2 separate regions of the Ovis aries genome follow, and region 1 is linked to region 2. The links are chromatin contacts, called in public Hi-C maps. All regions are on one chromosome and are shown on one strand. Each heading gives the region's core, a stretch centred on a gene start, on an enhancer-like site or on the middle of the called end of the contact. The rest is flanking DNA. Distances are from core to core; before and after follow the strand shown. Region 1 has its middle 190 kb from the start of CLVS1. Region 2 overlaps RAB2A (RAB2A, member RAS oncogene family).

Evidence for each region. A called contact is a pair of places that touch in the nucleus more often than the background predicts.
Region 1: a contact with region 2 is called in a Hi-C map of blood, with 3 times the contacts expected there. The contact joins two enhancer-like sites. A contact is called at or near these places in 5 of 16 Hi-C or Micro-C datasets (blood, liver, mixed tissues and 1 more).

What each region holds. Positions count from the first base shown.
Region 1 is chr9:39,602,962-39,606,905 of ARS-UI_Ramb_v3.0, reverse strand. No RefSeq gene overlaps it. Among named protein-coding and RNA genes, the nearest start is that of CLVS1, 190 kb to the left of the region's middle. Within about 2 kb of position 2,440, at least 12 of the 54 cell types and tissues checked have an H3K27ac peak or open chromatin away from gene starts, as enhancers often do.
Region 2 is chr9:39,217,153-39,221,694 of ARS-UI_Ramb_v3.0, reverse strand. It overlaps RAB2A (RAB2A, member RAS oncogene family), which reads right to left. Exons shown (of 9, transcript XM_027972978.3): 8 at 2,668-2,736; 9 at 1-657. The coding sequence ends at 562. It overlaps LOC132657172 (a long non-coding RNA gene), which reads left to right. Exons shown (of 4, transcript XR_009594947.1): 3 at 4,113-4,216. Among named protein-coding and RNA genes, the nearest start is that of CHD7, 49 kb to the left of the region's middle. Within about 2 kb of position 1,289, at least 4 of the 54 cell types and tissues checked have an H3K27ac peak or open chromatin away from gene starts, as enhancers often do.

The sequences.
Region 1 (3,944 bases), core at 1,191-3,690, 380 kb before region 2:
ATAGCAACCCACTCCAGTCTTCTTGCCTGGCAAATTCCATGGGCAGAGGAGTCTGGTGTGCTGCAGCCCACGGGGTTGCAGAGTCGGCATGACTTAGAAACCAACCAACAGCAACAAAGACAGCCATAGTGCTAAGGGGGAGAGACCAACCTACAAAAAGGTGACTCCAGGCCACAGCGCCCAGACAGTGTGCTGGTTGGTTGGTAAAGCCCTGGGGAACTCGCCCGAAAACAGGACCGTTGCCACAGTGATATAACTTCGACAAAATCAATCCTAATGGCAAGATTATCAACACCACATGAAATGCACGGTCAGGATATTTATTGATAGAAGAGTTTTCCTTCAGTCACCAGATGAAGCAAAGATGATTCCACCCTGAAGGTTAATGACCTGACCAAAGAGTCTGAGTTTTTCCTCTGAGTAGCAAGAAGGAAGGCTCTCTGGCCCTGGGTTCTTTAAAACTGAGATTTTCTGCACTAAACACAAGCTCAATAACAAACCCTTGTAGCACCATTCTGTCTGCCTTTCTTGAACCAAATGAAAGCTGTCATTTAGTTTTGACTCTTGCTTGCAAGATGAAGTGGTCTCACGGTCTCCAGAGATTTGTAACCTCACACGTGCAGAAGGACTATAAATTATGTGCTTTTGTTCCCAACCTGGCAACTTCTTCCTTACACTTTTTTCCTGTACAAACATCTGAAGAAAGTACTCAGAAACTGGGGGTAACAGTGCTGTAGGGAGAGAGGCTTCCTTTTAAGGAGAGGGAGGAAGAAACACTTTAGAGGATGAGAAAAAAAACACTCTGAACCATGGGGCTTGGTGAAGTGAGCTTAACTTTTAAGAGGTGGTTCTGGGGTCTCATTTGAATTTACTGTTGTTGCTGTTTAGTCGCTAAGTTGTATCCGAACCTTTGCGACCCCATGCTCTTCTGTCCATGGACACTCCAGGCAGAAATGCTGGAGTGGGTTGCCATTTCCTTCTCTAGGGGATCTTCCTGACTCGGGGATCAAACCCTTGTCTCCTGCATTGGCAGGCAGATTCTTTGCCAATGAGCCACCATTTGAATTTATTAATAATAGTGAAAATCTTCCCAAGAAAACACAAAAATAGACCATCTCAAACTCAGCAAAAAACCCCAAACACCATCTGTTGCTGCAATGAACCATTTGACTGGGAGAGGAGCTGGCTGACAAATAGAAGTTCGCACATAAATATCCACTCTGTGTCCTCTGCCTGGGACCCTTGCTGGGATGCTCAGATTACTATGTTCTTTAAGAAAAAGTGTGAAAGCATGTACGTGACACATTTATGTAGCTTTGGAGAAGCAGCTTAGATTAAGAAAAGGTGTCAAAGAAGTTTGAAGTAAGGAATTTTTTTTCTTTTCATTTTTTAATTTTATATTGGAGTATAGCACATTAACAATGTTGTGATGGTTTCAGGTGAACAGGGAAGGGACTCAGCCATACGTATACATGTATCCATTCTCCCCCAAACTCCCCTCCCATCCAGGCTGCCACAAAACCCTGAGCAGAGTTCCTTGTGCTCTACAGTAAGGTCTTTGTCGGTTATTCATTTTAAATATAGCAGTGTGTCCATGACCATCTCAAACTGCCTAACTATCCCTTCCTCCCATATTCCCCCACCCTCCCAGCCCTGGCAACCATTAGTTCATTTTCTAAGTCTGTGAGTCTCTTTCTCTCGCGTAAGTTCAAATGTAACATTTTTTAGATTCCATATATATACATATATATATAAGGAGTGTCACATGGTATTTCTCCTTCTCTGTCTGACTTATGAAGTGAGGAATATTTTGATGCTGCTTTGAAGGGATTTCCCTTCTAAAACACACAATCGTCCCTTGATGGTTTTTAACTTGCTAAACAAGATCACTGCATTGAACGTAGTTTAAACCTGTCTCTAAACCAAGGGCTGGTTTGCAGTTGCCCTGACCATGCCAGAATTCAACTCTGTTTCAGAGATGTTAAAAGGGAAAAAAAAATTATCTCGAAATAAAATACTTTTTAAAAACTTAACCCATGGCATGATTGGGCATTGTCTTTATCTGGGAAGTCATGTTCATGACATCAGCAGAGCGTTTGTGCTTCAGTACCCTCTCAAAGCAGTACTAGGCAAGGGCAGAGACTGGTGTTTGGTAATGAAGGAATGGCTTTCCAGATCTGCCTGGTAAACAGCAGTTTGATTAGATCATCTGGCCTTTAATAAAGAAGAATGGGAGCAGCGAAACAGGGACCAGACCAAAACAGAAAACCCTCCTCCAACCTCCACAGCAAATCTCCCTGGGTTGTCCCCGCGACTTCAAGTTGACCCACATCGGCAAAACCCCAGGGAGCAGTTAGCACAGGAGCTGAGAGCTCAGTCCTGCCTGCGATGTTTACAGTGACAAGCGCGATGCGGCCACGCGGCTTTCAGCGCCGGAACCCGCGGCTGTGCCCGAATCGGCCGGTAGATGGCGCACCAGGCCTCCACCTCAGCCGGCCGAGCCGCTTGGGCTGGTGAGGCAAGCAAGGATTTTGATTCCTCAAAAACATAAATTCTACTTGATGAACAATAATAATAAAGGAAATTGACTACTGGGCACCATGGAGATGAATTTTTAAAGCGCCGAACTCCAGTTATTTGAGATTATTTAATTTAATTTACTAAATTTGAATAACTGTGGTGTAATGACGCATGGCAGGGCATTTAGGCTTTATGGCGTCTAAATGCTCCTCTTTAGGGCGATTGCCCGCTTGCTTGATCGCCAGAGAACTCTGTCCCTATCTCCAAACCCTGTAAACAAATTGAGGGAATAATTGCACATTGGGTGAAAGGCAGACGGGTGTGCGAGGCGGGGGAGAGGGAGCCCGGTTACAAAATTTCCCATTTAGGGGCAATGCACCACCTCAAAAGTACTGGAAGTTCAGTGCTAAGGACTTAATCTATGCACAGTAGCGGAGCCTAAGCTAAGTGTTTTCCAGCTGCTTCTTGAAGTAGAATCCTTATCTCTTAAAAAAACAAATAAGATCTCTAAAAATCTTGAATAATCTCTAATCATCTTTATTAAAGATCTTATTTGTTTTATTAAGAGATAAGGATTTTACTTCAATAAGTACCTGGAAAGCACTTAGCTTAGCCTCTGCTGCTTTCACATCTAAATTTTTTAAGTTGGTGGATGTGTGTGTGCTAAGTCATGTCTAACTCTGCGACCCTATGAACTGTAGCCCACCAGGCTCCTCTATCCATAGATATCCAGGCAAGAATATTGGAATGGGTTGCCATGCCCTCCTCTAGGAGGATCTTCCTGACGAACGGATTGAACCCAAGTCCCTTATGTCTCCTGCATTAGCAGGCGGGTTCTTTACCACTAGCGCCACCAGGGAAGCCCAAGGAGGTGAACATACGTCTCTAATACAAATGAGGACTTTGCAAAACTTAGAAATTCTGTTCATCTTCTGATCCACAAAAATTGTCTACAAGCAGATGCAAAAAGTCCTTTTATAAAAACGCAGCCCCCACCTTCCCCTCCGTGTAGCTCCAGCGCACACGTTCTGTGTTTGCACAGATGTGAGCGTGTGTCTGCGTGCACAGGCACAAGTATTGGTTCAGAGCTCTTCGGGTGTGTACACGTCTGTGCAGGGATGCACACGCTGTCTGTGTACCCCTCTCCTCTATTGTTTTCAGCATAACTGATTTTGGCACCAGCTCTTTAGCACTGTGGAAGGGCCTTCATTAGCACTGGGACAGTGTCCAAGAAGAATCCAGAAAAATCAACACATGGCTGCTCTTGTTCTCACGATAAATGACAGCTTTGGTGGAAAACAACAACAGTCAAGAAGCAAAACAAAAACCAAAAAGCAACAAGAGCGGCGATAACATGAATATAAGTCAGACATCATGAACTCAGGTTTTTTAAAAATTAAGTGTGTTTATTTGTTCCATTTTTA
Region 2 (4,542 bases), core at 40-2,539:
CTGTAGCTTTAAGCTCTAAACAGTATAGAATTTATGCAAATGCATTAAAGAATTCAAGCTTGGCAAATTACACCCAAGCAGGTTATTAAACTATATATACAGAAAGTAAATGATAAATACAGAATTAAAAGAGTCCTTCTGTTTTCCTTAGAGCCTTGAAAATTGACAAACTTTTGAGGACAGTTCTATAATATTAAACATTAGGTAACCACGCGTGTGGGGAAACCTAACTCCACAAACTGATTTAAAATACTCAGGATGACTCTGTAGTGTTTCATACAATTCAGTTTGTAGGTAGGGGCACGAGACAACATTTAACAAAAATAATCACATCAATTGACCTAGAAATCAAATGCAAATAGATATGAATACAATCTCCAAAATCTGTCTTTTTTAAGTGAACATTAACCATTTATTCAAAGTTATACAAGAATCTGAAGGATTAAAGTCTTCTGTGACATAAAGCCATTTCAAACAGTTTCATGTCTCAGCTGAGCAGGAGGAGAGGGTGAAAGGATAGGTGAGCAGCCCCTTTTGGGCAGCAAGACCGTACAAACAGACTCAACAGCAGCCTCCGCCGGCCTGCTGTCCTCCCTGACTGCCTGCGTGTGTGGCATTGGTAGCAGCATGCTGAGGGCCAATTTTAATGCCATTTGCCTGCAATAAAAGAGAAAAGGATAATATACAGGTCAAGTTTAAGAAATCCTTTGGTTTCTTAATTGTACAATATTACCAACAACTAAAATATATTTTTAAAACACATCTATTAAGCAAATTTTTGGCAACAATTAAGACAGTATCTCTTAGGGAATGTTTCTTTCTTTTAAAGTAATACTGTGGAAATATTCCTGAAGACTATTCCTTATCACGGTCAGGTACTAGGTTAACAGAAACCGGAGTGCTGCTTTTAAGGGAATTCGCACAATGGAGAGGCTGTTTAAAACAAAAGCATTAAAGGAGGAAAATGTGCAAATCTTAGGCCGCTCCCACACAGCGGACAACCTTTCCTCTAGACAGCGTTTCTGCTCCATGTTGAATCAGCTGTACAGGCTAAGGGCATATGAGTGTTCTGTGTCATCAATAATTTCTATGATCCCCAAAGACATGGCAGCTTGCCAGGAACCCACACACAGAGTGGTTCTTTCATTCATCAAACTCACACTTATGTCTTAACCCTCACTCCCTCAAGTGGATTTTACCTAAAAATACAACGCACGGAGAAAAGTAATACAGTAGCTTCAGAAATTAAGCTCTTAAGGAAACTTGACGTCACAGTAAATCTCAGATTTATAGTGCTTGGCAGTTGTTCTGCAACAGTAGTAGCCTTGGGGTTTCTGGCACTGGCTCAGTATTGACAGCAGCTGATGTGGTTTCTTTTCGCTCTTTTGACTCCTCTTTAATAAAAAGCATGCCCTATGGCTCATTGGTTTTGCCCCCTCTGGGCTGGTAGCAACTTCTTGAGGAATCAAGGAGTCAGACTTGGCAGTAGGCCAGATAAATCGCACGGCCTGCTGGCTCCTGACAGCACGTTACAATCAAAGCCGCACCAGGCACAGTAAAGCAGTCAGCTACTATATGAAACCAGACAGACACAATGAACGTGCCCTTTTGCATAGAGGTCCAATTACTGTTCAATTTATACGGCATTAGTCTCTGAATGGTGTCACCGCGAAATTAACTCAAGATCTACTGCCATAGAAACTTTATCACTACAGATTAAACTTTATCACTACAGATTAAAAGAAATCGAAAAATCAAGTACTTTTTGGAAACCTTGGGTGAACTGTTGCTTGTGTTAGCAAAGAACACTGAGGCAAATAAAAAGAGCCTCTTGCGTCCTGGCCAAGAGAGACACACATATAATGTCCTCCCAACACAGGGCCTTCCTCACTGCACCTGGGGGAGGTAGAAAGGGTTTTCTCTCGGAAACAAGAAAACCTAACATGGACTGGCAAAAACATTTATGTAAAAGTAAATAATATACCCTGTTCACATAAAAATTCTAAAACAAGGATAAATGCATAGTGGGGATTTAGGTCAAAATAATGGCTTTTGGTAAACACTCTGAATTATTTGCTTCAAACTTTTAATATTTTATCCTAATCATCTTGATCAAATCTGGCTCAGAATAATTTTACAAAAAGAGAGAAAAGAAAAGCTACCCACAAAAACGAAACAACCAGCACCAACTGCCAATTACATGTATTAACTTGGTCTCCTGAAAACACGCTATGCTGAACTGGGAGTAATTTCCAAATTGGGCATTTCCCTCTTCCGCACCAGACAACAGGGGGAGCATCCTGCACTAGGAACACTGCACATGCACACTTACACACTAGGAAATTATTCCCCAAGGCAGGCGACACCATATGGATGTGTGGATCAAAGTGGATTTTCTTCTCTTTGGAGGATTTCTATTATTTTGCACTGCTTGCAATAAATGGATAGGGTCACTTACTTTAATCTGTTTTCATAGATAAACTGATGCTTTACAAAACATAAAGATTCAGCTATTAAACAACACATAACAAACTTTCAATTACATGATTATAAACTAATGTTTAACTGACAGCATAGATCCATTTTAGGAATTTTTAAAAATATAAATTCTTGACTCCAAGTAATTAAAATTCAATTATAGATTATTAGCCAATTATATGTTTATACCTCATTATTAATGTCAAAGACTCCTTCTTGGATTTTTTCATAAATTTCTTTTGCTGTATTAATAAATGCCTGAAATATAAGATAGAGAAGTTAATTTATTTAAAACCACATAGTAAAAGAACATTATATAAAAAGGTCTATAAAATATCATAATGTTCAACATAAGAAAATCAACCAATGTAACACATCATATTAATAAAGGATAAAAATCATATGGTTGTTTTAATAGATGCAAAAAAAGCATTTGACAAAATCCAACACCTTTTCACAATAAAAGCATTCAACAAACTAGATATTGAAGGGGACTTCCTCAACCCGATAAGCCATATCTAAGAAAACCCAGAGCCAGTATCAGACCCAATGGTGACGTGTGAAAGCCTTGCCTAAGATTCAGAACAAGATGAAGATGTGTGGGAACTAACACAATCAGTCATAAAGTAGAAACAACACACCTGTTCACCAGCTGGTGAATGAAAACCAAAATGTGGTGCAACTCATACAATGGAATAATATTCAGCCCTAAAAATATAAAGCACTGATTCATGAGACAAGGTGGATGAACTTTGTGAAGTAAAGTAAGCCCAATATGAGAGGTCACATAATACGATTCCATTTACGTGAAACGTGCAGAAGAGGTCAATCCACAAAAGGAAAATAATTATTGGCTGCCAGGGATTATGGGGAGGGAGGAATGGAGTGATGAAAATATTCTGGAAGACAGTGGAGATGGTTGCATGACTCTGAACATACTAAAATCCATTGAATCATACCCTTTAAAAAAGGGTGAATTTTATGATATGTGAATTATATTTCAAAAGAAAAAAAAATCATAGCTGGGGAAAGGGGAGACCAAAACGTAAGAACAGCACACATGTGAAAAACACATCAACCAGATAAGCTGCACAGACACCCATGATGTAACCAGCTTATTCTTGGAGGTCACTGTTCCACATAGGATCCTGTTTGCCTGACAATGTGTTACTTAACATACAGTTCAGGGGGGAAAGGATCAAAGGGTGCTTATTATAAAGAGATAAAGGCAGTTCAACTTCTATGTCATGTTGAATCAAGTTTCATCCTTTTCCCACACAGCATACTACTAAATTAATTCAGAAACAGCTTACATTTATGTTAAGATAATAAGATATTTTACACATTATTCCCAGTGCTACAGAAGATGTATACAAACTCAGCTTTTAAACCACCAGATTTGAGAGGTAATAGTGTTATTATATTCAATTAGCATTCTATGAAAATTCATAAAAGAAGGTTGTTCTCCACTACTACTGATACAGACAATTCAAAATTTAAAAAGTAAACAGGTCCATGGAGCAGAACACATCATACCTTCCGTCTTTTCTACACTGGCAACAACTGACTGCTGAACTTGCCACCAGAGCTTTTGTTTCCTAATTAACAGGACTGATATGTTTTCACCTTTAAAGGCCTTACAGCTCCCCAGAGTAATCAATCTCCTGCAGCTCAATTACTGCACCAAGAACACACCAGTCGGTGTCGGGACGTGCGCGACAGTGGCGGAGGCACAGAGGTATGAATATGCATCAGCTCTAAGTGGCTGATCGAATCATCAGAGAGGGTCATGAGAACTTGCAGCAAAATAATGAGAAGAATTAATCACTGCAGATTCACAAGGCACTCAGGAAGCCAATGTGCTTTTCATGTGTGCACACTGGAGTTAAAGTGAAGGAGCAATTGGCTTCCAGCCAACTATGAATTGATTCACATTCCTCAAAATGGAGGTTATCCTTGTAAGTAAGGGAAAACCTAACTCTATTTCCAATAACATGTCAATTACAGTGATGGCCGGGCTAACTAAACATTAAAAGTCAACAGATTCATAAATTCACAGGGTTA